Linked DNA regions of Sus scrofa: region 2 is linked to region 1. A link is a contact called in public HiChIP or PLAC-seq data. All regions are on one chromosome and are shown on one strand. The core of a region is the stretch at or near the end of the contact, and the rest is flanking DNA. Distances in the headings are between cores, read along the strand shown.

Evidence for each region. HiChIP or PLAC-seq counts read pairs in DNA pulled down with a chosen protein or histone mark.
Region 2: an H3K27ac HiChIP or PLAC-seq map of alveolar macrophages shows a contact between it and region 1. The contact joins the enhancer-like site here to the promoter of THAP6 in region 1. A contact is called at or near these places in 2 of 5 promoter capture datasets (fetal liver and liver), 5 of 47 Hi-C or Micro-C datasets (embryonic fibroblasts, fetal liver, fetal skeletal muscle and 2 more) and 2 of 2 datasets of contacts at active chromatin or transcription factors (alveolar macrophages and skeletal muscle).

Annotation. Positions count from the first base shown.
Region 1 is chr8:71,179,008-71,186,530 of Sscrofa11.1, reverse strand. It overlaps THAP6 (THAP domain-containing protein 6), which reads right to left and starts at 4,579. Exons shown (of 5, transcript XM_003482412.4): 1 at 4,487-4,579; 2 at 3,501-3,603; 3 at 1,783-1,990. The coding sequence starts at 3,580. RCHY1 (ring finger and CHY zinc finger domain containing 1) reads left to right here and starts at 4,722. Exons shown (of 9, transcript NM_001097490.1): 1 at 4,722-4,811. The coding sequence starts at 4,722.
Region 2 is chr8:71,334,566-71,341,271 of Sscrofa11.1, reverse strand. All of the region lies in intron 2 of G3BP2 (ras GTPase-activating protein-binding protein 2), which reads left to right. Among named protein-coding and RNA genes, the nearest start is that of G3BP2, 26 kb to the left of the region's middle. Within about 2 kb of position 1,996, at least 22 of the 83 cell types and tissues checked have an H3K27ac peak or open chromatin away from gene starts, as enhancers often do. A contact at or near this core is called in alveolar macrophages, fetal liver and liver, where this site is marked.

The DNA of each region.
Region 1 (7,523 bases), core at 3,330-5,829:
AGCAGACTGGTAAAAGCTTTATGGTGGGCTGGACCTTTGAGAGGTCTCTATCAAAGCAAGCACCTTAAGAGTGCATATACTTTTTTTTTTTTTTTGTCTTTTTAGGGCTGTACTTGAGGCATATGGAAGTTCCCAGGCTAGGGGTCCAATAAGAGCTGTAGCCGCCAGCCTACGCCAGAGCCACAGCAACGTGGGATCCGAGCAGGGTCTGCAACCTAAACCGCAGCTTACAGCAACACTGTAATCCTTAACCCACTGAGTGAGGCCAGGAATAGAACCTGGGTCCTCATGGATGCCAGTCAGATTTGTTTCCACTGAGCCACGACGGGAACTCCAAGAATGTGTACACTTTTTGATCCTATGATTTTATTTCCAGGAATTCAGTTTGAGGAAATGAGGATATGTACATAGATTCAGCTACCATAAATGTTCATTTTATACTTTTTTTTGGCCGCACCCATGGCATGGGATCAAACCACAGCCATAGCAGTGATGATGCCAAATCCTTACCCACTAGGGAACTCCAGGAGATAGTTTTTGGAAGTTGGTAATTTATGGTTTATTTGATTTATTGTGTATTTCTTAAGGTCCTCTTAACATTACAGATGTCACCTTAACTACAGGAGACAAACCCTTTAGAGCAAACTCCACAAGATACTGTACATTTATTAATACAGAAGAAAGTGAGGCAGTGTCCAATTGATAAGTTAAAGTACTGCAATGTGAACACCTACGAAGGTGACCAAGACCTCGGGGGAGCAGGTTCCCTTCTGGACTACTCCTCTTGTTTCCAGCTGTCAGGAAGGAGATACCTTTCAATGGAGGTTCATGTGCTGTGAGAACCCACAGGCTCTCTCTGAATTGTCCACACAAATCAGTCTATAGTTTCTAGAAGCAGATACTTTCAGGGAAATGAAATTGAGAGATCGAGGGTGAGGCAGCCTAGCACGGGCACCAATATCACGGAGGAAAAACACACAATTCAACTGAGTTGACTTCGACAATCCTTTTATTGTCTTTTTCTGAACTCTTTTTCTCCTTCCCTTCTCCTGTTCTTCTCTTTTTTCGGTTTTCCACCTTTAGTCTCACCTAGGCTTCACGCTTGAATGTATGTGGCTCTAGAAGTAAACTTTGGGTCTGTGAGAAGCTTTACTCTTGATTCTGGCTCCAGTGTGAGGACCACTACCAACCTGGGACTTCAGTTCAACTCTCTTATGTGCCTCCACTATTTAGACACATACTCATCTACACCAACTCCTAAGATTAGCTCACTTCACCAAACCTAAGAAATGTACAGATATTTATGAGTGGCTACTGGTAAAATACTCCTACTACTCATGACAAAAGCTAAAGCAGCAGTTTATGAATCTAAAAATTTAAGAATGGGTGTTCCTGTCGTGGCACAGTGGTTTACGAATCTGACTAGGAACCATGAGGTTGCAGGTTCGGTCCCTGGCCTTGCTCAGTGGGTTAAGGATCCGGTGTTGCCGTGAGCTGTGGTGTAGGTTACAGACTCGGCTTGGATCCCGAGTTGTTGTGGCTCTGGAGTAGGCCGGTGGCTGCAGCTCCGATTCGACACCTAGCCTGGGAACCTCCATATGCAGCGGGAGCAGCCCTAGAAAAGGCAAAAAGACAAAAAAAAAAAAAAAAAAAAAAAAAAAAGTAACAATGGACTTCAAATTAATAAGCGAACAATAAACATGGTGGCAAGTGTGGTTTATGTTCTTAAGTAGTACTGCAAAAAAGTGAGTAATGATGGCAAGCAGTATTTCATCAACAAACCTGTAAGTGAGATGGGGAATCAAAGATAGAAGGTATGACTCCAGGTTTCAGTTTAATATTCGGAGTGGTTCTGTCAAAATCTGTCTTCTTAAAGTGCCTTGAACACAACACATCTCCTTTTTTAGGCTCCCACATGCCTGCAGCATTCACATCCAGTCTTTTCATGGCTAATACCCATTTCCTTTTGACTTTTTCATCTGTGGGGAATCTAGGAAAACATACAGAAAGCCTTTTAAAATTAAACACTACTGATTTATACTTGAATTAAGGCTGTGACTAAACTGATTCTTTAGTTTGTTATTACTCTTGGGAACTGGAATATTCAGGAGACCGCCATGATTCACACTTTCATAACTTTCAGTTTTCATAGTCAGACTTTCTATCAAACATGCTACAGGCATATGGCCCTCATTTAAATTTTCTCATATTATAAGGAAAAAAGTTTCAAAGGACATTTAACACCTTATAGTAAGATTCACAGCTGAAGATTTTTCTTCATCTATAAATGATAAAGAATAAGACTTGGGGAGTTCCTGTTGTGGCTCAGTGGTTAATGAATCCGACTAGTAACCATGAGGTTGCAGGTTCGATCCCTGGCCTTGCTCAGTGGGTTAAGGAACCGGTGTTGCTGTGAGCTGTGGTGTAGGTTGCAGACTCGGCTTGGATCCTGAGTTGCTGTGGCTCTGGCATAGGCCAGCAGCTACAGCTCTGATTAGACCCCTAGCCTGGGACTCTCCATATGCCGACGCAGCGGCCCTAGAAAAGACAAAAAAAAAAAAAAAAAAAAAGAATAGCATTTGGGCCTTTTCCTATCTGAGAACTTTATCCCAGATGAACACACACACTGGTACTTTCATTCTTCCATCAGCACCAAGACATTTCTTAGTAGAGCATTTAATAGAAAACAGGGGTATAAATGCGTAGTGAGTGAATGCAGAGAACACCTGCAGAGTTTGGAATTTTGGAGATCAGAACTCATTTGAGATTTGGAGGCCAATAACTATCTTTTCTAATTTTCCAAGCTGGTTTGAATCTTTTTTGGAATAAGGTAGGGCACACATACTCATTTTTTATTTCATTATATCTAGCCAAGTAGTTAGAGACACTTCTCTGGCACATAGCACAAGTGCCTGGCACAAAAACAGCAAAATAAACTTGTAGCAAATGAGTAATTATTAAATCTTATTGTCCTTTCTTTCCTATGCTGCCAGAAGAGTGGTTAAAATACTAAATTAGGACCATCTTAATTTATCTGCAATACAGCTACAAAACCTTTAGTCTGAACTAGTAATTTATATATATATTTTTCCTACCACGGAAGTTTGATCTATTTCTAAACATAAACATAACCTTGACTTATTTTCTAAAAGACAGAATATATTTAGGCAAAGATCCTTCATTCACATTGTAAACTATATGTAAACGACACTGAATTTCTTTGATGGTATGTTAAAATGCAAAGTAAGAATCTTAGCAAAGATGACTTTAATGATATTTTTGTTAATCAGCTTATGATACCTCGGCAGGTATTTTTTACACTTCCACACCAAATCACACAAGTGTAGAAGTTATCACTGTCACTTCAAATTCAACTACAAAGGTTATTTAAAAAGAACTTGAGAACTACTGTTCAAAATTGAAGATGAAAATAGAACTGCCTTTTGCTTTTCTAACAGTCAAAAACATACTTGGTATAATTAACTAGGGCAGAATCTTACACGTGAAATGTCAGTCCTTTTAACTTGGAATTTGGTAAACAGCGAGAAGCACATCCAATGGCTGAGCAACATTTCACCATGGTGTTAACAACTCATAACAGAACTGAAAGAAAATTAAAAGGGCAAGCGTTAGTAACTTCAAAGCTAAGGGGAACATATTCACCTTTCCCAGTATGTTCTGGTATGTTTCAGTTAGGTAGCATGAAATCAGTTAGAAAGCCAAAGGCAAGTATTTTCTTCCAAAACGTTTACTTTGCTCATAAAATTTTCGAGGGGTTTGTCTCTTTACTAAAGCGAGTCATATTTAGCTATGCCACAAGGCGCCTGATTGCAGTTTTGTAGCTGGTACATTTCCCATCCACAGCCCCTTAGGCACCATGTTCCCTCCGCTACAACGCCTTGGCACACTAACTCCTGAGCTTCCCCCGGGAAACCATCCTTGACACCCAGATATGTCGGCTCCTCTCCAGTATTAGCTCTCGGAAAACACACTTCTCCTTCTCAAAGCTGTAATCATTCCTACATTTATTTCACATTCTCTGATGAAAGTCCTCCTCCACCAGCCTGGTGAGTTCCATGAGAGTATGGCAGGGCTTGTGTTTTTTTCTCACGTGTGTCCCCACCGCGTAGCTGGTAAATGTTACTACACATTTTGAAGGAATGAAGCGGACGTAAAGGAGAAGAGGAGGTAAAGGTGGGGCGTGAGACGCTGGCAAGTACGGGTGCCCAGCAGCAGCGGCGCTCCGGTGGGGACCAGATCCGAGCCCGGAGGCCGGCCGAGCTCCGCCCCCTTCTCGAGGCCCTGGCTGCGGCTGGGAAAGGGAGGGGCCGCCCAGTCACAGGTGTGGATGCAGCCGGAGAGCGGCCCTTCCTCTAGGGCCACCGGGCGTCTCCGCGCCGCTGCGGTCCTCCTCACGCCGAACCACGCCCAGGGTGTGGGCAGGCAGCAATGGGGAGAAAAGGAGAGACAACCTAAGATTTGTTACCGTTAGCGGCGAAGGCAGCGACTAACACCGATAACCGAGATTGCGTCTCCCTTCACTTCCGCCCCGTCGCCCCGGGAACCGGAAATCCGGCTGCCCCGGGTCACGTGTCCCTCCGCCATCTTGGCTCTGCTGGCAGCAGCAGCCAGGAGGGGGGGTGCTGGAGCAGAGCTGGGTCTCTGGACGTAGTTTTCATCCTGGGGGAAGGGGCCGTGGAGTTTGAGAGGCTGTGGAAGAGATGGCGGCCTCGGCGCGGGAAGATGGCGGCCGCGGGCAGGAGCACGGACGGCGGGGCTGCGAGCACTATGACAGAGGATGCCTCCTGAAGGTGACGACTTCACTGGGCTCTTCCCCTAGGAGCTTCCGCCGGGTCCAGCTGGGGGCGGGGTGGGCAAAGCGGTTCGGCTTGGGCTTAAGTTTGAGGCTAGGCTGTTGTCAGGACACCTTGTCTAGCTGGGTTGCTGCCGTAGAGAACGTTTTTGGCAAGGCGACCACACGCCCCACCTTTCCTCTTGTGTTGTACTTTGCAAGCAAAGCTCTTCTTGCTTGGGAAGAGCCTGGGCTTGCACATAGGTCACTTTATTAGTGGGTTCTTTTTATTTAGTCTTTCGCTTCTGGAAGTGGACTTCGGCAGCCTCAGGCCTGTGCTGACATTTCCCTGGGATCACTTTCAGGTGTGTGATGAAATAATGGAAGAAGGGCGAACAAGCGGAGCATCGGCATACGATTTCATCTCCTGTAGTAAATAAGTTTTACAGCTTGCCAGCTTCATTTTAGAGGCAGTGAGTATGCCTAAACCTGCCGCAGAGAAAACGTATATGTGAAATAGGAAGACAGTCATTTAATTGCCACAAAATAGGAAATTATGTATGGGAGAGTGTCTGATGGGCATGTATTGTTACTTCTGTTATTTAAGAAAAATTCCTAGTCAGCTTCGAATTTGAAAAATTGACATCCATCCAGTTATTTTTCTTGCAAGAATTTTTCTTCCTTAAAGATTTTGCTTAGAAGGCTTGAGCTTTGGAGTCCGACAGTCCTACCGCCAAATCTTAGCTCTGCGCCTTAATAATTCGGTACTTTTGAGAAAACTACTATTTACATATAAAATAGGAGTGATAGAAGTTCCTCTTTCATAAATAAGTTTGAGGTTTTGAGACAACCTAAAGCCTCTGCTGTAGGCTGTGGTTTGGTGAACATTCCTTCACTGCACTGGATGAAGCTCTTTCACGGCTGGTCATTTACCAAGGGTTGTGTAAAGATATTGAATGCTATCCTTAAGATTCCATTTCCATTGAGATGCCGTGTTAGAGTTTCGGCCTTGGGGTTTTAGACCTCCTCCTCTCATCTTCCCAAGAAAGGCACAAATACATCTGTGTTTCATAGATACATAGTATTCATTGTATTCATAAGATACTTGACCCTGAGTATCAAATGCTATCCACACCCCCTTGGTTCTTTGCTTAAATACCAGAGAGGAGTGTAGAGTTTGAAGGAGGAAGTAATCAACTAAATCAAATGCTGCTCTTTGGGTAAGATAAGAACTGAAAATCAACCTTTAAATTTAGCAAGAAGGAGGTCACTGGTGATGTTGATATGAGAAGTTTCTGTGGAGAGATTGGGACAAAGCCTGATTGGAGTGGATTTAATATGGGATGAGATTAATGGAAATGGAAATAGCCTTTGTAGGCAATTCTTGGAGTTTGGCTGTAAAAGAGAGCAAAAATATGAGGCTCTGGTTGCTGCAAGATGTGCGATCGTGTCCCCCCGCCTTGAGATGCGAGATGTTGCAACATATTTGTAAATTTTTAGAAATGATCCAATAAAATGAAAACATTTTATCATGAAAGGAAGAGGGAAAATTGTAGGAACCCCGTTTTTGAGTAGCCAAACAGGATGTGATCCAGTGTACATACAGTAGAGAAGTTGGCCTTGAGTAAAAACGTGGACTGTAAGATTCTGTAACAGAAGGAAAGACAGTGTGAGGTGCATTTACAGGTAGGTCGATGGAGTTTGTGGGAGGATGTTCTTTTTTGATTATTATTTCGGTTTTCATAGTTAAATAAGAAGCAAGGTCATCAGCAGAGTGTAAGGGGAAAAAGAGGTGTTTGAAGTTTAAAGAGCGAGGAGAAGATGTGAAATCATCATCGAGGTCCTATTAGGGCCTAAGACTTTGGAAGAAGGAGGGGATTGATTAGGGGAACATGGTAGTAAGAGCCCACTTTTTGTCAGTGGTTGTGACTTAAAAGTGACACCAGTGACTCTAGTGGTGCTATTGCTTTAGCCATATTTAGCTGTTCCTATGCAGGTTGAGTAGGAGCGAATTGTATTTAACCAGAGTAGGGATTCTGGGTAGGTGAGTGTGTAGAGAAAGAGAGAAGGAAGGAACTAGATCCATTGCAAAGAGAGGAGATAGTGGTTAGAGAATTTCTTGCTTAAAATTAAGAAACAGGGAGTTCCCATCGTGGCGCAGTGGTTAACGAATCCGACTAGGAACCACGAGGTTGCGGGTTCGGTCTCTGCCCTTGCTCAGTGGGTTAACGATCCGGCGTTGCCGTGAGCTGTGGTGTAGGTTGCAGGCGCGGCTCGGATCCCGTGTTGCAGTGGCTCTGGCGTGGGCCGGTGGCTGCAGCTCCGATTCGACCCCTAGCCTGGGAGCCTCCTTGTGCCGCGGGAGCGGCCCAAGAAATAGCAAAAAGACAAAAAAAAAAAAAAAAAAAAATTAAGAAACAGGAGTCACTTCTTGATTGGAACCCTGGGAATTCCTGAGGCCAATTAGAAGAGTACTTTCTAATACTAAGACATTATTTGTCTTTTTGAGTGTGTGTGAAGTTAATAATTAAAATCTCTGGTACCTTAGCATGAATCAGGGCGGTGGCACTGAACTGTACTAGTGTACTAGACCTGTAGTTTAAAAAAAAAAAAAAGAAAACCAGTTTCACTTAAGAATATTATTGATAACATAATAGCACTACAATTATTGTATCAAATATCAACTATTGAATACATGTCTTTTTTGTATGTTTGAAATGGGGTGTTTTCA
Region 2 (6,706 bases), core at 747-3,246, 160 kb before region 1:
GGCTATAAACATGCAGGGCTGAAGGGTCTCATGTCATGCACATATCATTAGGCTCTTCTCCCATCAAACATCTTTTCACATACATACTTGAATGTTTATGCTTGTCCATTTACCTTTTGCAGTTAAGATTGTTAGCTCTCATGGGGTTCCCGTCATGGCTCAGTGGTAACAAACCCTACTAGTATCCATGAGGGCTCAGGTTTGATCCCTGGCCTCCCTCAGTGGGTTCAGGATCTGGCGTTGCCATAAGCTGTGGTGTAGGTCGCAGACTTGGCTTGGATCCCTTGTTGCTCTGGCTGTGGTATAGGCCAGCAGCTGCAGCTCCAATTTGATCCCTAGCCTGGGAACCTCCATATGCCATGGGTGCAGCCCTAAAAAGCAAAAAAAAAAAAAAAAAAAAAGATTGTTAGCTCTCTGTTCCCACTGCTGTGTGTGATAGTCCTTTGCGCTCTAATTTGCTATGTGTGATCTGACATGGATCTTTAGTAGTGACCAGCCTTTATTGAGCATGTGCTGTGTTCCAGACATTGTGCTAAGGACTTTGCACATATTAACTAACAGAATCCTCATAACCACCCTGTGGGTGGTTAGTAGGGTAACTACTAATTATTATGCCCATTCTGTGATTATTTGGCCAAAGTCACACAGCCACCAAGAGGCACAGCTTAGGATTCAAACCCAGTTGGGTTACATAGTCTATAGCACTAAACGAGAATATACAATACTGCCTCAGTATCCAGAATAGATAGACTAGAATAGCTTAAGTTCAAGAGTAAGGAGAATCTTGTGTTGTAGCTCAGTGGTATTGAACCTTACTAGTAACCATGAGGGTTGTGGGTTTGTTCCCTGGCCCTGCTCAGTGGGCTAAGGATCTAGCATTGCTGAGAGCTGTGGTGTAGGCTGGCAGCTGCAGCTCTGATTCGACCCTTAGCCTGGGAACGTCCACATGCCACAGGTTGGGCCCTAAAAAGACAAAAAAGAGTAAGTTGAATCCAAAGAACTCACCTATGAATTAGATCTTGTTACATGTATGACTTCTCTGAGACTGTTTCCTCAACTATAAAATGGAAATAATAATAGAACCCACCTGGGGAGTTTCCATTGTGGCTCAGTGGTTAACGAATCCGACTAGGAACCATGAGGTTGCAAGTTCGATCCCTGGCCTTGCTCAGTGGGTTAAGGATCCGGTGTTGCCCTGAGCTGTGGTGTAGGTCGCAGACGGGGCTCAGATCCTGCGTTGCTGTGGCTATGGCGTAGGCCGACGGCTACAGTTCCTATTAGACCCCTAGCCTGGGAACCTCCATATGCAGCAGGAGCGGCCCAAGAAATGGCAAAAAGACGAAAAAAAAAAAAGAACCCACCTGACAGGACTGCTATGAAGATTAAATGAGTGAAGTGTGTATATATCTATGTATATGTGTGTATTATGTATATATGTATGTATATGTGAAGAACCTTAAGCTGGACCTAACATATAGCAAGTATTCATTATTCTAAGCAACATCCCTGTGCTCAGTGAATGGTAGCCATTATTACCGTAATCTGTGAGTTTCAAGGACACTAAGACTTTTCTGTTATCTAATGGTCTGGGTACTGAGAAGTCCTCACACTCATTCCTCCTTCGTAGCCCTCTGCTGCAGCTCCTTCACACCACTAGCAGGTCCCTGCCATGTCCTTAAGGTGCTCAGGTGGGAGCTCCCCGAAGTGGCTGAAGCATGTTCACAGGGTTCCAGGGCCTTTCCATGCCTTAGCCTCAGGAGGTTGCTCCCCCGCCCCCTCCTTTTACCCCAGCTGGTTTCCCCACCCCTCAGCTCTTTCTCTGGGGATCCCTCTCCCTGCGGGACCTGTGTGGGTGGGAAGTGCTCTCAGCCTTTCCTCCTCCACCCAGGCCTTTTGTTTTCTAAATAAGCTTTCCAGCTCATCCCTGCAGGGGAGCGGACTGGAAACCTGCCACAGCAAAATCCATAAGAAAGTCCAAAGGTGACTGGAGCCAGAGCTCTATAATCCTGACTCCTGTTTAAATGGTAAACTGGAAGCCCTTCAGGCTTGGTCTCGTGCTTTCACTTCTGAGAATAAAATGATTTACTCTGGGTGGGCCTTTACCTCCCAGGTCCGGCTGAAAATGCAGCCCAGGTCTTTCTTAGGTGTTCCGTTTCCTCAGGTGGGCAATTTGCATCATTGAGGGACTCCGGTGGGGACCTGTACCCTCCTCCTCCCTGGGATTGTCCTCTCTGGGTATTTCCTCCCTCAAATGGGCATTAGTTGAGGAGATCTCTGGTCAGGGCTGGAGGTAAAAGTAAATGAATGAATGAATGAATAAAATTTATTGAAAAATTACTGAGGGCATTTTTCCTAAGATTCAAAATATATTGGCTTTCCCGTTGTGGCTCAGTGGTTAACGAATCCGACTAGGAACCATGAGGCTGTGGGTTCGATCCCTGACCTTGTTCAGTGGGTTAAGGATCTGGCGTTGCCGTGAGCTGTGGTGTAGGTTGCAGATGTGGCTTGGATCTGGCGTTGCTGTGGCTGTGGTGTAGGCCGGCAGCTACAGCTCCAATTAGACCCCTAGCCTGGGAACCTCCATATGCCGTGGGAGCGGCCCTAGAAAAAGGCAAAAAAAAAAAAAAAAAGACAAAATATATTTATCAGGGGAAGCCTTTACTCTGAGACAAGAAATGTTGCTATAAAATGGAATTATACTTAGGTTAAAATGATCTTTCAGGTCAGCTCATAATAAGAAGGTGAAGTGACCTTGGAAACATCTTATGAGTCAAATGAATAGTGAAAGAGGGAGGGAATTATGAATGAACGGTGTCATGCCTGCTGCCTAAGATGTTAGTTAAGGGCACGCCTTGCCTTCTGTCTTCCTCCTGCCCCTGCTTTGTTCTTGCCAGAGCCTGTGTGATATTTTTAAGTTGGTTTCTGTCTTGGCTAACACACCTCAGTACTTACCCACTGCCTTCAGGATAAAACTCAAAAAGTTTTGATTTATATTAGCTCTTCAGACTTCAGATTCTTGTCGCCCAACCACCAACTTCCTAAACACCAGCTTCACTAAACAGCTTTCGGTTCCTGTTCTTACCTCCAGGAGTTTGACCTGGACCACTTCCCATCTACTCAGTTGGTTCCTGCTTGCCTTTCAGTTCCAGTCTCCCAAACCCCAGAATCTGGAGCTCCCAAACTGCCTGCCCATAGATTTCATCCCACTGTGTTAATCTTCCCTGCTGGCTGATCTGTTTTTTTGTGGGTTTTTTTGTTTTTGTTTTTGTTTTTGTTTTTGTTTTTGTCTTTTTGCCTTTTCCAGGGCCGCTCCCGCAGCATATGGAGGTTCCCAGGCTAGGGGTTGAATCAGAGCTGTAGCCGCCGGCCTACGCCACAGCCACAGCAACTAGGGATCTGAGCCGCGTCTGCAGCCTATACCACAGCTCAGGGCAATGCCGGATCCTTAACCCACTGAGCAAGGCCAGGGATCGAACCGGCATCCTCATGATTCCTAGTCGGATTTGTTAACCACTGAGCCACGACAGGAACTCCCGTGGCTGATCTGTTTTGTCTCGTTCAGCAGATCTCAGCCTACAGGAGGCCCAGAACCCTGTCTTGGCTGTTTCACAGGCCTCTATCCAATGTAGTGTTTGGCCCTTGTAGAGGCTTAGTGAATAGTTGGTGAATGAAAGGATGGCTGGGGGAGGGGAACACCGAGAGGAGTTTTGTGAGTGGTTGCATAAGTGGTTAGTGCAGTGGAGGGAAGGGCAAAGGTGATTGATGGAGGCTTGAGGGCTGGGGCTGCTTCCTCCTATTGTCAGGTCTCTTAGTGCCTGGTCCTCACAACTGGTCCATAAATTGCTTGAAACGCTGAGAAACTGGCTTCCGCTGACTGAACCTTGTACCAACCTTAAGTTTGTTCATTTGTCAATGTGTAAGAAGACATGTTAGCTGTCAGGAGAAAGAGCCTTCTCGTCAGCGCTTTTTCTCCCCACAGGAAGTTACAGGGAAGACAGATTACAAAGAGAAGGTTGCTTGTGGGAACCTGCTTCCTTCCGTCCGTCCGTCCGTCCTTCCTTCCTTCAGTACTTGAGTAAGCTTGTACTTATCAAGGGCCCTTCTCAGTGTTGGAAGCGGAGCATGTGAGTGATTTTAAGGACAGCCCTTCAGCTTAGCAAGTTTAGGAGACTTGCTATGGAGATGTTACCATTCCGGTGGGGTGGCCCTGCCCCTGGACACAGCAGGAATCACTCCAAGATTGGGCCCTGGGCTCTTCTTTTATCCTTTCAACATTGATCAGCTGACCTTCTCACTTAGTCCTGTTTACATGTTCAGTCTGGTTATGTCCAGATCCACCTCATGGAAGCATTTTTTTGTTTTTGCTTTTTAGGGCTATACCCACGGCATATGGAAGTTCCCAGGCCAGGGGTCGAATCAGAGCTGCAGCTGCCTATAGCAAAGCCACAACAACGCAGGATCCGAGCTGCGTCTGTGACCTATACCGCAACTCATGGCAATGCCAGATCCTTAACCCACTGAGTGAGATCAGGGATAGAATCCGAATCCTCATGGATACTAGTCGGGTTTGTTACTGCTGAGCCACGATGGGAACTCCTTATGGAAGCATTAGAAGTCTCTTCTGGGCCATTGACCTCTGCTGTGTCTGATGCCCGTCTTATTTCCAAATTCCAAGGTGGGCCTGCTGGGCAGGGGTGTCCTGGGCAGGGGTGTCCAGGGCAGTAATCACCTTGCTTGTAGCTGATACAACCATAAATACTCTTTCCAGAGTTCCCATTGGGGCACAGTGGGTTAATGATACGGCTTGTCTTTGTGCTGTTGCTGCTGCTGTGGCCTGTGTCACAGATGTAGGCTTGGATTTTATCCCTGGCTCCAGGAACTTCCACATGCTGCAGGCGTGGCCGAAAAAGGAAAAAACAAAAAACCAAAACAAAAACCCCACCACCTTATTCTTACAGCAGGGCCCATTTGGAGATTTAAGATTCAGTATTTACAATGAATATTGGAAATGCTTGATCCTAAGGTTGTCAGGGAGAAAGAATTGCTCTGTTCTCTTAGGTTCTGTTGTCTTCAGGGGCCCTGAATTAAACTGACGAAGGACAGATTAGCAAGAAAAAAGATGAGATTCAAGCACTTGTTTTTATTAATGTGTGTACAAGCGTTCACAGAAAATGTGACTCTGGGGGACAGTTGGGCTCTGGGGCTTGTATACCATCTTAATGGAGGAAAGAAAGAGAGAAGAGCATTTACCGATTTCTTAATAGGGGAGGGGAGAGGAAGAAAAAGCGTTTATGGGAAAACAAATGTGTTTTTGGAAAGGTACAGGGGCCCTGAAGGATAGGTGATAGTTTTGGGGACAGCGTCGGTTTAGGCATGGCGTGGAGAGTCCTCAAGATCTCCGGTGATAAGAGTCTTCCCTGGTTGATTTCTGACTATTGGGGTCTTTGAGTTCTTTTGGGAGGCTCTGCTTTTAGGCAGATAAGAGATTTCGGGAACTCAAATGCCTTCTGCTCAAAATAATTTTTATGCCGCAGTGACATATGCTGGACCCCTTTACCATCTCTCTAATTACTTTAGGGTATTCCAGGGGGTAGAAGATAAATGGATGAAAATGTTTTCCAAAATTATATCAGTAGTTGTATTTGAGCCCAGACACTTTCAAACAAGTGGCCAGACTACAAAACAAATAAAAACAAACATAGAAACTAGGATATTATTTCCTGGATCCAGATGACACTGCTGTTGCAAGTGTAAAATACTGCTTCCTCAACCAGATTCCTTTTAGCAAATTAAGGGGGATGAGAAAAAGATTTTATTCAAACCAAGTGGCTTAAAATTATTAATCCAATCATTTAATCTTACTTTTTTTTTTTTTGTCTTTTCTCAGGCCGCACCTATGGCATATGGAGGTTCCCAGGCTAGGGGTCCAATGAGAGCTGTAGCCGCCGGCCTACGACAGGGACATAGCAACACTGGATCCGAGTCATGTCTGTGACCTACACCACAGCTCACAGCAGTGCCAGATCCTTAACCCACTGAGCAAGGCCAGGGATCGAACCTGCAACCTCATGGTTCCTAGTCAGATTCGTTAACCACTGAGCCACAACGGGAACTCCTAATCTTCCTATTTTTAAGGGTGGTATTAATAAACTCTAATAGTATATTTTCAGCACCCTTTTCTCTTTTTTTTTTTTTTTTTTTTTGATAGTAAAGAGAAATAATTTCTTTCTTTCTTTTTTTTTTTTGTCTTTTTTTTTTTTTTGCCGTTTCTTGGGCTGCTCCCGTGGCATATGGGAGGTTCCCAGGCTAGGGGTCCAATCAGAGCTGTAGCTGCCAGCCTATGCCAGAGCCATAGCAACACGGGATCCGAGCCCCATCTGTGACCTACACCACAGCTCACGGCAACGCCAGATCCTTAACCCACTGAACAAGGCCAGGGATTGAACCTGCAGCCTCATGGTTCCTAGTCAGATTCGTTAACCACTGCACCATGACGGGAACTCCCGAGAAATAATTTCATTAGCTTAAGAAATGCTTATTGTACCAGCACTATTCTATTTGCTGAGAGTTTTATTTTGTGCCTGGTTTTGTGATAGGGCAAAGATGGGCAAGGAAACTAAATACATGATTAACAAGACTGAGCATTTACTACAAGAGGGAAGAAGCGAATGAAAATTTAGAGAAAGTAAACACCAAAAAGAGAAAG